Linked DNA regions of Zea mays: region 2 is linked to region 1. A link is a contact called in public Hi-C data. All regions are on one chromosome and are shown on one strand. The core of a region is the stretch at or near the end of the contact, and the rest is flanking DNA. Distances in the headings are between cores, read along the strand shown.

Evidence for each region. Hi-C and Micro-C count contacts between places; a contact is called where the count stands out from the background.
Region 2: a contact with region 1 is called in a Hi-C map of tassel, with 2.1 times the contacts expected there. The contact joins the promoter of LOC100280371 here to the promoter of LOC100275107 in region 1. A contact is called at or near these places in 2 of 25 Hi-C or Micro-C datasets (ear and tassel) and 1 of 3 datasets of contacts at active chromatin or transcription factors (seedling).

The regions. Positions count from the first base shown.
Region 1 is chr4:237,344,323-237,351,896 of Zm-B73-REFERENCE-NAM-5.0, reverse strand. It overlaps LOC100275107, which reads right to left and starts at 2,628. Exons shown (of 3, transcript NM_001394749.1): 1 at 2,435-2,628; 2 at 2,230-2,351. The coding sequence starts at 2,547. LOC100216558 reads left to right here and starts at 2,792. Exons shown (of 6, transcript NM_001142978.1): 1 at 2,792-3,194; 2 at 7,421-7,574. The coding sequence starts at 2,853.
Region 2 is chr4:237,501,411-237,508,984 of Zm-B73-REFERENCE-NAM-5.0, reverse strand. It overlaps LOC100280371 (Nuclear poly(A) polymerase 2), which reads left to right and starts at 3,068. Exons shown (of 12, transcript NM_001320710.1): 1 at 3,068-3,616; 2 at 3,716-3,793; 3 at 4,481-4,588; 4 at 5,977-6,039; 5 at 6,115-6,276; 6 at 6,514-6,612; 7 at 7,290-7,403; 8 at 7,485-7,547. The coding sequence starts at 3,485.

The sequences.
Region 1 (7,574 bases), core at 1,379-3,878:
AACATAAGTGAAGCTACTATACAGAACAAGTCCATATAACAGTACAAGTTCAGAAACCAAGAACCAAACGTTCTTGTCAGTTGTCACTGTAACTATTTTGCCCAGAGAGTGTGGCCCTCTAGAACATATTGTATAATAAAGAAACGAGATCGTGTGAACTTCAGTTCAGAGCATTTTGGCACATCGCATTAATATTGGGGATTACGCACAATGATAGTACCAGAGCAGAATCTAACATGAATGTTGAGTGACATATTTATAATGGTGCAGAGGCACAAATTACAGAAGAGCATTGTTCTTTCATAAAATATAAAGACAAGAAAAAGCAAAATTTGAGACGTATGTTGAAAATCAGACCAAAAGAAATGGGGTGAATAAAAGGACCTTTTACAGTACAGGATTCATTTTGATACATAGATCAGTTAGATCTAAAAGAAAAGGTGAAATGGGCATAGCACAAGTAAATGTGACAGTTGATATGTGTAACAAAGGACAGAGATATATACTGCACGCATGTAGAACTTAGGCGACCACCAAATTGACTTGACAAATTGGCAGGAAATATCATGCAGACACAACTGGTTAACATTATGCCAGCAACGTAATTGTCCATGTTGTATATACCTGTACTTATTGGTTTCCTCTATTTGGTGTTTTATTATGAGTCAACTATCACTTTGGTCCTTAAATGAGCTAAAATGACCATGAAGCAATTCTTGGTTACGAAAATCCGTTGGGTGACATGTTTTGCCATTAATACAACTGAGTGATGACTCCCCTCCAGAATAAAAGACCCACACCCACCCACTCACGTCCTGACTGCTGGTGAGGCAAGAATCTTGTTTTTGGCAGGATATGCTTAACACACCTGACCTTGGGACCAATGTGTGAGAAATTTGAACCCTGTGCTAGAAGCTCACACTGCAGAGGAATATAAAGGATAAGGCGGACCCTGTGCTAGAGGCGCACACATGAGTGGGGTCTAGAGATGCGATAAACCAAGGCAAGATGAGCCCCCCACCAGAATCAACTTACATTGTGAAAACGGGGATGAGAAAAGGAGATGAGCCCAAAAAGTCTCAACTGTTGAGAATAAGGCAGACTTAGTGGTAGAGGCTCACACATGAGTGGGTGGTCTAGAGAAGGGATAAATCGAGGCAAGTCGATCAAGGGACGTGGTGCACCAATTGAGAGAAGTGTTGCGAAGGTCCAGACAAGATTGTTCCAAGTAGGACGACGTTCTGACTTTTGTTGTTGCTGAGACAAGGAATGTGGCGCTATACCACGTTCCCCGTGACACCAATCCAGATAAAAGTTTATCAAGCTTGTTCCCATATCTTGAAAATTAATATTGAACTATATTCAAAAAGTAAGAACAAACCGAGAACAACATCAGGTATTGTGTGAAGACTTTAAGCCCACGGCCGTTAATATTTCTTCTCAACTTTTTCTATAACTAACATATTAAGCCAAATGCAGTGCATGTGCGGCTGTGCCTCCAAAGGATATGACATTTGCTATAGTCCAAGGTCCTCGTTCCATTCCAACCATTTTTGGCATAAGGTTCTGATTTATGCATTAAAGATCAGTGTCAAACTGTTAAATTGAGTCTGTAGACACACTTCTTTGGCAATTCATACTTTCATAGCTATTTTATCCTGAATACATGAAGAACTGTAGACCCATTTCTGTCAACACATTTGTATTTTCCATGTGTGACACTAATCATTTCTATTCAGCCTACAACATATTTCTGTCAGTTAGAAACTTTCCTAAAGATTTTGAACACAAAAAAACTGGTGTATGTTGCCCCCAAAAGAACTGTTATTAATTTTTTTGACAATGTATAGTCACATATACAGCAGTACAACATTTTTCTGCAAAGAAGGTGATATAGCATCAAGACACACATATGTAAACGTTATACTGAGACAAACAAATGCTAAAATTTGCATTACAGCACCACACTCAAACTCATTTGTGATCATATGAAATTTGCTCTTGAGGGCATGCAAACATATTAACCCCACGCATGTCCCACGCCCACGATGACAAGCCAAAAGGATTCAAGTGAAACGGATCCCACCAAAATCATCCTAAACCAAGACAGTCAACACATGGACGATAATAGACAAGCAAGCAACCGGGAAGCCACAACTCACTGTAGCGTTGCAAAGATTAGTACACTGTATCAGACTCAGACTCCCGGGTAGGAACTGCAGAGCGTACCCTGCGACACGGCCCGGTCCACCTCCGCCCCCAGCCGCGACGTCAGCCGGGCCGCCGAGACGGCGCTGTGCAGCGGTTGCAGAGACCGCGCCAGAGCCATGCGCCGCCCCATGGCCGAAGCCCTGCCACGTGAAACCCCAGTTAAACAACGCCTAATCGGGAAACATCCTCATAGGCCGTGAACAAAAATGGAAGGACCCCTCACCTAGGGACAGGAGCGAGGGTGCGGGGAAGGGAAGCGGAGGGGCTTCGGCTGGCAGTGGACCGGAGGAAGGCGGCGGCGGCCGGGCGAGTGAAGGAGCGGAAGCGCGACGCCATGGCTTGCCGGCGACAGGGTTGGGACGAGCACGCGGCGGAGGCCGGAGGGGCGGTGAGGCCGTGCGGGTTTTTAGGGTTTTGAACCTTGCCATTTGGGAAAAAAGACATAGATGGGCCTTAATGGTAGTATTGCCAGCCCATTTAATTGGCCCACATACTATTCATGTCCAGCCTACTAAAATTGCCTTTCTTCTTTCCCCAGGTGAAACAAATTGCGCATTTTCTTCTCCTGCGGTCCTTCCTTCGCTTCCCCGTTCTTCCAGAATCCTGTCGAGACCTGAATCCACCCTCACCCAGCGGTCCCCATGGCCTCCGGCGAAGGTGTAGTTGATCAGCTGTACGAGGCGGCTGGCGGCGAGGCAGTGGCCAAGATAGAGGGGGAGGCCAAGGTGGAGGCGGAGGCCAAGATGGAGACGGAGGAGCCGGTGCTGTACCTCGACCTGACGAGCTACCAGCTGCACGATCTAAGCGAGGTGGAGATCCCACCCACGCTGGAGGAGGTCGACCTCACCGCCAACCGCCTCTCTTCTGTTGATCCTCGCATCGGCCAACTCCCCCATCTCCGCAAGCTCTCATTCCGCCAGAACCTCCTCGACGATGACGCCGTCGCGCCGCTCACGTCCTGGGAGGCTATTGCCGGGTTGAAGGTGATTACTAACTCGGAATCTGTAGTGGCGAGTCGTTGTTGTATTGCTCTGATCCTGATGTGGTGATGTCCAATTTTGGCTATTAGATGCTTGTGTTAATTATTTCAGCAGTTTTTTATTATAAATAATCTTATGATGACTACCAACCTGTGTTATCAGGAACACATTTTACGTAATACTTGGTAGCATGGTCAATAACTATTTGTCTATTACTACCTCAGTTGTCGAATATTTATTGCCCGCTAGCTCATTTTTGAACTAGAACGCAATAAATAAAAAAGAACGGAAGGAGTAATGGAGTATCACTTCTTCCTTCCTGTAAATGGGTGAAAACTAAATGCATGTAGTTTGCTTTTTTACTAGAAAGCCTAACGACATTTATCAGTGGAAAACGAGAGGGTTTGTTTATGATCATCTTGTGGTGAAACACAGAAATTTCATGAGACTTGAGTGCTCTTGTAATCTTGTTTCCTTCACTGAGGTATCAAGTCCAGTAATTCGTATTATTAGGCAATAGATTGTGATATGCAGCAACTTGGCTCAGTTACTGTAAGAACAAACAGTTGTAATATTGTTTATGTATAACATATTGACATTACATTTATTCATACAACACAACTAAACCTACTGAGGAGGTTAAATTTTGGTCTAACACACTTCACAAAAAAATGACAGCTGTGTAGGCAACTATCTGGGGTATTTCTTGTGATTATTTGTTGAACCTCATAATAGCTGAGGCATTGTAACAGTCCTGATACTTTCACAACATTCCCCAAATACCTAATTCATTTACTTCTAGAAGTTTTTGTGGAGAGATGGATCAAGTGAGTCCTCACTTTGAAGTTTGAACTAAGGGATTTTCAATATCAGACAGAGTTGAGGAACCACTTTTTCCTTCAGTGAGCTGGAGGCCACTGTAGTACTGATTATATTTTGTATAGCCTTTTGTTACCATCTTCTTTTATATTTTAGACCAAAGGCATAAGCCCTACTTTTGCAGAAAACATAGAGAGTGGCTGCTGGGAAAACCAGCCTACGATCTAGCACATCCAACTTTAGCTACCCATTCAAACGATCAACCACAAACACTAAACTCTCCTTTCTTAAATTGCACTCCTTCGTAGTCAAACAAAACACCCTAACACCCAAAAGGAAACCAGCCACAAACAGTGCTCCCTAGGAAAGAGAAATTATGATTCAGGCCTCCTTGTTCCAAACACCCAACTAGCACAGCAAAGCACCAAAAGACTGATCTTGAACTTCCTAATTAGTCCATCAGAGAGGATATCCACATCTTCACAGCACCCCTGTCTTCAGCATCTTGACAGGCCTTCCTTGAGCTTCTCCAGAATTCCTTCCATGATTGTCAGCTGCACCTCCTTCAGCAGGTTCTTCCAGTGCTGAAACAAACCGAAGATTTTATAACTAATTTCTTTCAGGCTCTTAATAATATGATTTGAGAAACTAAATCATTTTGAGTTCTCCACAATGCCCAAGAGTTGGCTGCCATGATCATCACCATGCTCCAATTATTACTACAACACGGGGTTGTGAATTTACTCTTAAAATCCCCTCTACCGGGATTGAGTCCCACCCTAGGCTATCTCTAATCTAACACCAAGAAAAAGTGGCCAGGGGCATCTAAGAAGAAGGTAATAGGTAACCAATGGTCCGCTTCTTTCTGCATAAGACGCAATCTTTAGCCTCTTCACAATCTCTTTTTGCAGTGGTCTGTACTCGGTGTTGAGCTACCATCCAATTAAATTTTAATCTTCAATGGAAACTTGGTTTCCCAAATGTTCTTCATTCTCATGTCAACTATCCCTGGAAAAATTATCATCTTATAACTGATTTAGTAGTCAAATTACCAGACTTCTCAAGCATCCACACAGTTGTATTTGTCCCAATGATTGCACGTCGCCTGGTTGCCTTGTCGATCCCTGGGACCGACCAGCCGACTAATCGCGATTAGGCGACGACCAGGGCGACTAGTCGACCCCTAGTCGGTTCCTGGTCGTCCTAGACCTTTTAGACTAGTAGTTATACTTATATAGGTATATACATATATAAATATACCTATATACATTATACAAATTAGAACAAACAGCTAGCATAAACAAAATAGCAGTTTGCAAACACAGATATAGGTACAAGTCACTACTCATCACTGGCTTAGGATTACAACAACCATCCACTAGTTTGGCACTGGCAGAACTATAGAGAAGGGGGAGCAGGAGGAACCTTGAGATGACAAGCTCATCTCATCAATGGTGTTGGAGTAGCCGCTGGTATCTGGACTGGAGCAGGTGAGCAGCCAAGCAGGCAGAGGGGCGCAACCAGTATTCGGACTGGCAGGCGAGCAGCCAAGCAGCCAGAGGGCGCAACCGATATCTAGACTAGGCCAGGCGAGCAGCCAAGCAGACAGAGGGGCGCAGACGCCGTTGAATGGAGCAAGACTGCAGGGGGCGTAGGTGAGCAGCCGCCGGTGCTGGAGATCTGGGGCGTAGCTGCCGGTGCTGGAGTTCTGCACTTCTAGGGCAGCTGTCGGTGCTGGAGATCTGGGGCGCAACCACTGGTGCTGGACGTCGGGCAAAAGAGAGGAGGCACAAACTAGACTAGGTTTTGGCGGCTACGTATTGGCAGAGGAGAGGAGAGGAGAGGCCAGGCTAAAAGATCCTATAGATGGACTGAAAATAGCCCAATACTAAAACCCTAGTCGTGGTGACCAGGAATTATTAATCGGGCGATTATTCACCCTAATCGATGACTAGTCGGAAGATAGTCAGACGACTAGGACGACCAGACAGGCTAATCGAGTCGTCCAGCTAGTCGAGTACAAACAGGCGACCAGCCCGACTAATTGCGATTAGTCGGACAACTTGAAATCATTGATTTGTCCTCAGTCAAACTAGAAAAACTCAGCCAGGGAGGGAATGATCGCCCTCCGAGTATAATACTAAGAAGAGACTGAAACATTGGTCTCGGCCGAGAAAATCTCCGAACCCTGCCCCCCTCCCCTCTCAGTAACGGGTCGTCGTCAATCGTCCACTCTGTAACGGCCCAATCGGAGGGTGGCGCACATGACATCGTAACCCGAGAGCGGATGAGGCATAGTGAGGGGATTTTTTTAACCAAGCCGAAAAATTCGCTCTTGAGGGAAATCGAACCCGGGTCTTGGAGGTGCTAGTGTGCTACTCGGAAGCCTTAACCACTAGGCTAGAGGCCCTTTCACGTCCTCAATCAAACTAACACCCTCTAACATAGTCATCATCTATTCCCATTCTTCCACCTCCTTATCCCCAAATTTCATCTTGGAGACAAATTCCACTCTCTTTGTGCTAAATATGCAAGTGACTTACCCCGATCCAGGGAAATCCTGTACAGGTTTGTACATAGAATCATTAGAGACCTTCCCTCAATCCACACATCTTCCCAAAATCTTGTCTGTTGCCCACACTGAACTATCATTCTTTTGCCTCTCTCAGTTTAACTGCATGAAGACCCTGCCAGAATTCAGATCCACCTATGTTGTGTGATTGACTAAAACTCTTGCCCTGATGAAGATACTTGACTCTGAGTAGCATCATACCATAGCCACATAAAACGGGTTTGATGCCTTCGACCCTCAACTCAGATTCGTTGACCTTGACCCAGATTCGTGGGTTCATTTTTGACTCGAAGTGTAAAAACCTCTTCTATGTAGCGTACCACGTTCCACGACACTGTACCTTGACCCTATTGACTCGGAAACATTGTGACTATGCCTCATGCACATATTTTCATCTCCACTTTCTAGCCTGAAAATCCATTTGCATAAAAGAGCTGTGTTCATGGCCCTAGTGTCAATGAAGCCTAAAGCCCAAATTTTTTTTGGGTTTAGCCAGAGCCTCCCACTTAACCATGTGATACTTCTTTTTTGTTGCCCACACCATCCCAAAAGAACATTCCACTATCTGAATCAACCTCTCATTTAACCAGTAGAAACCTATTGTACATATAGGAACGCTTGACAGGCTGGTGTTAATCAAAATAGAGCTGCCCCGTAGAATAAATGCTCACACTTTTAAGATTTTATGCATGAACATCTTCGCATCTGATCCAGTATTAGTGATGCTTGACCTTTTCACTTGTTCTGGCAAATTAATTTGATTTACCTTAGAAAGAAAGATGCTTTACTTAAGATTCTTTTAACAATGCTATTTATCTGTCTCCCTTTCATATTTCAGGAGTTCGTCATTAGAGATAACAAACTTACAAGGATTCCTGATGCTGGCATATTCAAGGATCTTCTGGTGTTCGATGTATCTTTCAATGAGATATCTTCTTTGACTGGTCTGTCCAAGGTTTCCATCAAATTGAAGGAACTTTATGTTTCAAAAA
Region 2 (7,574 bases), core at 1,819-4,318, 160 kb before region 1:
CAGACATTCAGTTCACATTGACACAAACCCTTACACCATACATTCAGTTCGAATAGTCCCAAACACCATAAACCCTAAACCTAGTCAGAGTAGCTAGGCATCTGGTCTGAGTTGTAATCAGTGCCCCAAAACTTCTCAATGTGCTCTTCAAGGGATAGGAAGCAGTCCGAACTAGGAGAAGGTAGTGGGCTTTCAATCCTCTCTAAAGCCACCATCTCGTCATGCTCCAATTGTTCCTCCTTAACAGTTGCATCCAATTCCTCTTGGCAAAAAGGGAGTCCTGGTCCAATCCTTCGGCGGTGAATTCAAGTGCTTCCCGAAGTTCTTTAACCTCAAATGCAGTCAACCCCCTACCCAAGGGTAGCTTATCATTGCAAATACGATAGATATGCTTGGCATGAACCTACATCAAGATGATTGCCTTGTCGACGATTTCAGTTCTCTTCGACATCCCTGCATCCATTATACTAGTGCAAGTAAATTAGCGCTGTTGGTAGGCAAACTAAAGCTAAAGACACTGCTTTTATGACAGGATTTCACAACCGTCCATCTTTATTCTTCTACCAAAAAACAGAGAAGGTAATCACATGAATTCACAACCGACACAAAGCACAAAGTGGCGAAACATCCAGGAAAATAAGTGTGGTTCACAATCCATCAGCTACGAATGTGTACGTAAAACCCTAAATTACACGGGCACAAGAATACTTAAATGAAATGCCTAACCTTGACGATGAAGGAGTCGTGGACGACTGACCTGCATAGGGGAGTGGTAGACGTCTCCGTCGCCATCAGCAAACGATCGATGGAAGCGAGATAACGTCGCCTGGGTTATCGCTTACGCTGCGACATAGGGAAGATGAAGAAGGGGAAAAGTGACCTATTTTGATGGGAGATGGAGGGGAGACGACGTCGGTGAGACCGTAAGGGCATAAACGGTATGATGGCGCTATGGGCCCACCTGTCAGGTCCGCCAAAGGATCTGTGACCTATTTTGACGAACGACACAGCTTAAGCGACCCTCTTTTACAACTGATTCGAGAAGCGGTCCATTTAGTAGAGCGGTAACATAAAGTGACCCATTTTTGCCAAATTCCTCAATGTAATCCTAGCTATATATGTAGTCAAACTAGCTACAAAGAAATTTGACTGCATATATGTTCGAATAGTCAACATGGTTGTAGAGAAATTTGGATTGCAACGATCAGGATCGAGGAGGAGACGAATCGGCCGCGCGGAGGACTCCTAGGTAGCGTGAAGTGGGTAGGGACAAGCATCGCTGGAGGACCGGCTAGGCCTGGGGAACAATGTTAGGACGACAACAGCACGACCAGGGACGGCGGGGACAATCCTGTTAGGGCCGGCTACGACACATCCTGGGACGGCGAGGAGGGGTCGCCGACGGGAGAGGAGGCTGCCTAGGGGAGTAGAGGTGGCAGTTGAGGGGTGAGAGAAGGGGAGATATCCCATGGGTCCTTGTAGCGTGGATATGTTCCATGGGATGCTTGGTGGGCTCTCGATAAGTCCTCTAGCAGACACAACAAATCTCACCGAAGAAGATAATACTCAGAGCAGGAAACAATCCCGAAGAATGTGGCGCAAGGCTGCTATTCGAGCACACCTATCGAAGAAAGATCATTGATGCTCCAAAGACATGTCTCGTGCACAACTGAATAGCGAGATACTCGGAAGATGACTCGAAGGAAGCTACCTGACTCCAGAAGATTCAGAATGCTCGCAACAAACAAACTCAAATATATTTAGATAAATTTCATGATTTGTAGAGGGATACCTCTCCCGTCGGCTATATAAGACTGCTGAGGTATCCTGCCAAGAACTCTATCTCTCGCCCATTCACCATTCGATCGATAGGAACTCTTCCATCCACCTTCACAACTACCTGTAATCTGCAAACTCATAGCAATCGAACACTCCACACCGCACAGGACGTCGGGTATTACACATTCACGCAGCCCAAACCTGTATAAACCTTATGTTCTGACGTGCATCCACACGTACCATCGAGCAACGATCGACGTCAACGTCCTTCAAAAAGCACTACCTTGTAGTGCGCAGTCGGGACCAAACACCGACAAGACTGACTCTGATACCAAGTTGGAGAGTGAAACCCTAACCCTAACTAGGGTTGGGCTTTGCATTGATAGACCAAGAGATGTTGGACTTAGTCCATTACACACGGGTATGAAGGTAATTACAAATTTGCAACTTAATCTTTTAGTAATTTGTTTTCTTCTATTCATGTGGGCTTTCAGGTGGTGGATGTGAGATGCTGCAAAAGACTGTGTTTGCATCCGGGATGCAAAGAATTTGTTCCCATAAGACGAGGAGGTCCTCGGCATGTGCAGCTGAGCGACGGTCGTCCTTGTGGATAATGCGGACGTCACGGGGTGGTCGCGGCAATGGACGACCATGGAGTCACCCAAGGCAAGGGGGAGGAGGGGTGCAGCTCACCTCGTCGGTGATGAGGAGGACCCCATCGCCCGAGCTGAGAGGAAGCACTAGATAGGGCAACGTTGAGGGGATATCATTTTTCTCTGGTGAATTACGATCGAGCCGAGCTATATATATGCATTCAAACTAGCTGCAGAGAGGAGCGCCTAGCTACATCCATTCGATACGAAGGTGGTACACGTGTCACAAATCAACGATGGTCTACCACGCGTGGCGTTGTGGTGGCCGCTAGCACCTAATTTTTAATATCTTTGTGTTCCGTACGTGACACACGAAACTTAATGCTTTAAATTAAATAGAGATTTACGTTTTTATAATATAAAATAGTGTCTCTAAATTCAAAGTTGAAGAACGAAAAAGACTTCGAAGGCTCAATATTTTGCCACTTTCAATTTTGGTTCTCTGTCATTATACCATTCCGTGTCTATGATTGATGAGACCATCTGTATCTATTATTTGTGGTCCGATGATATACTGACGAAGAAAAGATAATGTCAAAATTGCAAGACTCATAGGCAGAAGCCTGGCCCATCTGTCAGCAGTCAGAATTTTCGCGCACAGCAGCCGGGCGCCGGCGGATCTTCCCAGTTTCACACCACACGCTCCACGGCTGGGGATCACGCTGTCACGCTCACGCGCCCCTCCCCCCGCCGCCAACGCCCACGCTGCGAGCGCGAATCCATCTTCTCTACCTCCTCGTCCATTCCTAGGGTTCCTCCTCTGCCGAATCGCGGGGAACTCTGCGGGCCCAATTTGGTAGGGTAATCTCCTACCAGGAGGTCAAATTCCAGTCAACGCCGCTTGGTTTTGTAGCCGACCGGTCGATTTGAATCCAGGGGCACCGATTGGCTGGGTGAGAGGGCAGGCTCGATTTGAACCCGCCTCTGCCCTTTTCGTGGAAGTTTTGGGTCTTATTAGGCGCGGATTACTGGGGTCTAGGGATGTGGTAGTTACTAGCTGCTTGGGTTAGGCGGCGCGCCGAGGTGCTTCCGTGCTTGGCTGACTAGTGTCAATGGCGGGATCTGTCGGCAAGGCCAGGGCGGCGCTGCGGTCGTCCCCGAAGCGGTACAGCGGCACGGACCCACCGTTGTCTCTGGCGGGGCCGACGTTGGCGGATCTGCAGAGGACGGCCGAGCTGGAGAAGGTTGTTCTTTGTCTCTGCTTACGTTTTGCAGCTCTAACGGCTTACTTGGCTTCCATTGTGACGACGTTCCGTTTATTTTGCTGAAAAACTGGGTTTCAGTTCTTGGTTGAAGCGGGCCTCTATGAGGGTAAAGAGGAGTCCGCGAAGCGGGAAGATGTGCTATCCGAGATTGGTCTGGTAATCCCTCGCTTCCTGTTTACCCGCTGTTTACATGTTTGTTTACCCTACCCAACAAGTTGACATCTCATACTTGACTGAAGTTGTGGGTTGAATTTAAGAAGGGAACATGTGATATATACTACACCATTTCTCGAAGTTGTGAGTCATTTTAGTTTTATCCTAAGTCAAACTTCTTGAGCTTTGACTAAGTTTATTTATAGGAAAATGCACAGACATCTGCAACATCAAACAATATTCATTTAGATAAAACCATGAATAAATGTTGGTAGTGTATTTATTTGATATAGTATATGTTAATATATTTTCTACACTTGGTTAAAGTTAGACAATTTTGACTAAGAAAAAATATAAAACGACTTACAATTTGAAATGGAGGTAGTAATTTCCAATTGAGCTTTGTATGGTGTGTACTGCCTTGTAGCATTTTGCTAAGTCAGCGTTGTGTACAAGTACTTGTATGGTTTTTGTTTTGACATTTTTGAACAGGAAAGAATGCTGATGGTTATCAACATATTTATCTGTCCATTGCTGACATAATCTTTAGTACCTATGTAGTTTTGTTCTCCATTGCTTATTTGCATAAACAATATGCCTATTTTTTTTGTCTTTTTTTCTTAATCTATCTTTGCTTGAAATGCTGCATAATACATTAACATACACATATACTTTCTTTTGAATTCACAGATAGTCAAGGAATGGGTGAAGCAGTTGACTCGTAAGAAAGGATATGCTGAGCAATTGGTTGAACAAGCAAATGCAATCCTTTTTACTTTTGGGTCTTACAGATTGGGGGTATCGGCTTCTTTGGTTCTTTTATCATATAACAACTTTTCTTGACATTCAGATATTGAAATAGCACAACTCATTGTATCTATAGTCTTATTAACAGCATTCAAGTTCCACTTGCTGAATATAACCTAGATTTGTTAGTTTTCTTCAGGGTTCAGAACCTCGACTTAGTTTTATGTTCTGCATAAGCAGAAGGGCTTGCAACTTAAGAACTAGTAGGTGCTTTCAAGTTTGGTACTCCACTTATCATTAAGTTTTGCATACCAGCATTTGTCATTAAGAAATTACTGTGATTTGCCATAAAGATAAGAGTTGGTTAAAAGGAATATGATGGAACATTACTGTTGATTATTTTAGTATGGAATATGGATTGTATTTTTATTGGAACATTCAGTGCCTGGTCTTCGGTTGGCCTCTTGTGCTAGTTGATAAGTTAAACAAAATGACAGATTGCATTTCTTGTGTTGCAGACAAGATCAAAAGAGTTTACGGGGTCTATAGTTTTCTTTCTTCATTCAAATACTATTTATTGTTGTGTTTAAGAGAAACCGTACTACCAGATGTCTGAGTGGTTACAACCTATTGTGTGTAACTCATATATAGAGCACCGACACATTCTTGTTACTCGAATAGTGCAAAACTATGAAAGCTTGGATATCTGTTTATAAGCAGTAACTTGCAGGACAAGGGGCTGTAGATTTTAGATGCTTATTTTACAGCTATTGTATAACCAGTTCGCTGCTGCATCTCACAAATCAACTTCAGTGTTATAAAGTTGTATTTATTGATATCGATTAATCACAATTAGTTGTCCTAGTCAGTATCCTGAACTTGACTAGGGGCTACGACCTGATTAGGCTGATTAGTTTTCTGGTAGTCTGATTCATTGTCGACTTCTGATGATTAGTCGGATGACTAGTGGGTGGAAGAATAGAAAAAATGGAATTGCTGGGCAGTTTAGGACATGGGCTACATCTGGGATGGTTTACGGCAATTGGCCTCATGTTTTTCAGCCCAATTTGCAACCCTACATGCAGCCACCACTCTGGAGTTGTCTCCATGCTTGATTTGCACTCTAGAACATATACTATATAGTGTATATTTGGTATACTAGTCCTGATATATATAGGTTGAGTAGGATAGACCAGGGCTGACTAGTCGTCCTGGTTGATGACTAATCGTGACTAGTTGCCTGGTGGGTCCCATGTTGATTAGAATTGATCAGACTGCTTGATATCATTTAATTAATGAAAATTTTATGTAAGACAATAAAACGTCCTTCCCTAGGTTTTTATGTCATTTTACTTGATTTTGTGAGGTGCTGAGACAGTATGCTATCCTTTTGCATTAAATACTTTTAATCGATAAATTTTATCTTATAACCTTGTTAGGTTCATGGACCTGGAGCTGATATTGATACCCTTTGTGTTGGACCTTCATATGTGAACCGAGAGGTGAATTCATCTGTGATATTGGTTGTATGGATTCCATAAGGATATATGATGGATTTTAACAATAATATTCTACAGGAGGATTTCTTTGTCACACTGCATGGCATATTAGCTGAGAAGGAAGAAGTTGCTGAGTTGCAACCTGTACCTGATGCTCATGTACCTGTATTGAAATTTAAGTTCCGTGGGATATCAATTGACCTTCTCTATGCTAGCATCTCTCTTTCAGTGATACCAGCGGTAAGTCATTCCATTCATGCTTATCATGGTGCCGCCTAGTCGCCGCCAAGGTGTCCAGTCAGCCGAGACTGGATGCCATGGCTGTTCGCCTCGCCCAGAGGAAGTTAGGCAGGTGCCTGGGTGGGTCCGGATTCACCGTGCTGCCTAGGCGTCCGCTCAGGGACGCCGTGACTTCGCCGCGCCGCCCCAGCCCATTTGGCCCACCTCTTATCTCTAATTCTCCTTCCCCTCAAACAGCGCCTCCAGCCCTTCACTCACCCTCCAGCTGCCTCCCCTCCTCTCCTACCCGCCAGCATCCGCCAGCCCCTCCTCTCCAACTGCCAGCCGCCACCAGCAGTATGAACTTATCACCTATATTTATTTGCTATGAAGTATGAACTTGTACTCTTAATCTCTAAATTGCTACTGATTACTAACTACTGACCATTGCCTAATTGGCGCCTAGGTGCCTGACTAGGCGTCCAGGTGCCCAGCTGGCGCCTGGCCTCACCGTGGGCGCTGTGATAACCTTGATTCCATATTTCCATTGAATACTTCTATATGTTGATGTGTCCTTGTTTGGCTACATTTGTTAAAGAAAAATTTCCTGCATAAGGAGTGTACTTTTTGCATGGGATAGTGATCTAGCCACTTAAGTTATCTTATATTGGTTCCTGCTTTTCAAGGGTGGAAGTTGCGATAGATTTTGTTCTTTTTATTAAAACCTGTTTTCTTAAAATGTATATCATGTGAGCATGTACATTTATCATTTAATAATGTGAATTAGCTGTTGGATGTTGAATGTTTTCCTTCATGTCATCTGTTTTGTTAATCTTACCTTTTAAGATGACAGGAGGGATAAAACATATACCTTAAACTGTTTATTTCGCCTTCTTGAAGTCATTCTCCCTATTTTTGTAAATATTGGAGATTTTGATTGAAATCAACATGGGATATCTTTCTGAAGAATATACATGCATGCAGAATGCTGTTGAACAGATGTATCGTTTATTTGTTTTCTTGTACTGCTGCAGGATTTCGATATTTCTCAAGGATCTGTACTTTGTGATGTTGACGAAGCAACTGTGCGAAGTCTTAATGGTTGCAGAGTGGCGGATCAGATTCTTCGGCTTGTTCCAAATGTTGAGGTTATATGAAACATTCCCCTCAACTTTATCCTGTATGGTATGGTCCTACTGTGTTAATATACCAGAATTTGTGCTTTGCAGAATTTCCGGACAACACTCAGATGCTTGAAGTACTGGGCAAAGAGAAGGGGTGTTTATTCTAACGTACGCCTTAGTTTGTCATCAATTATT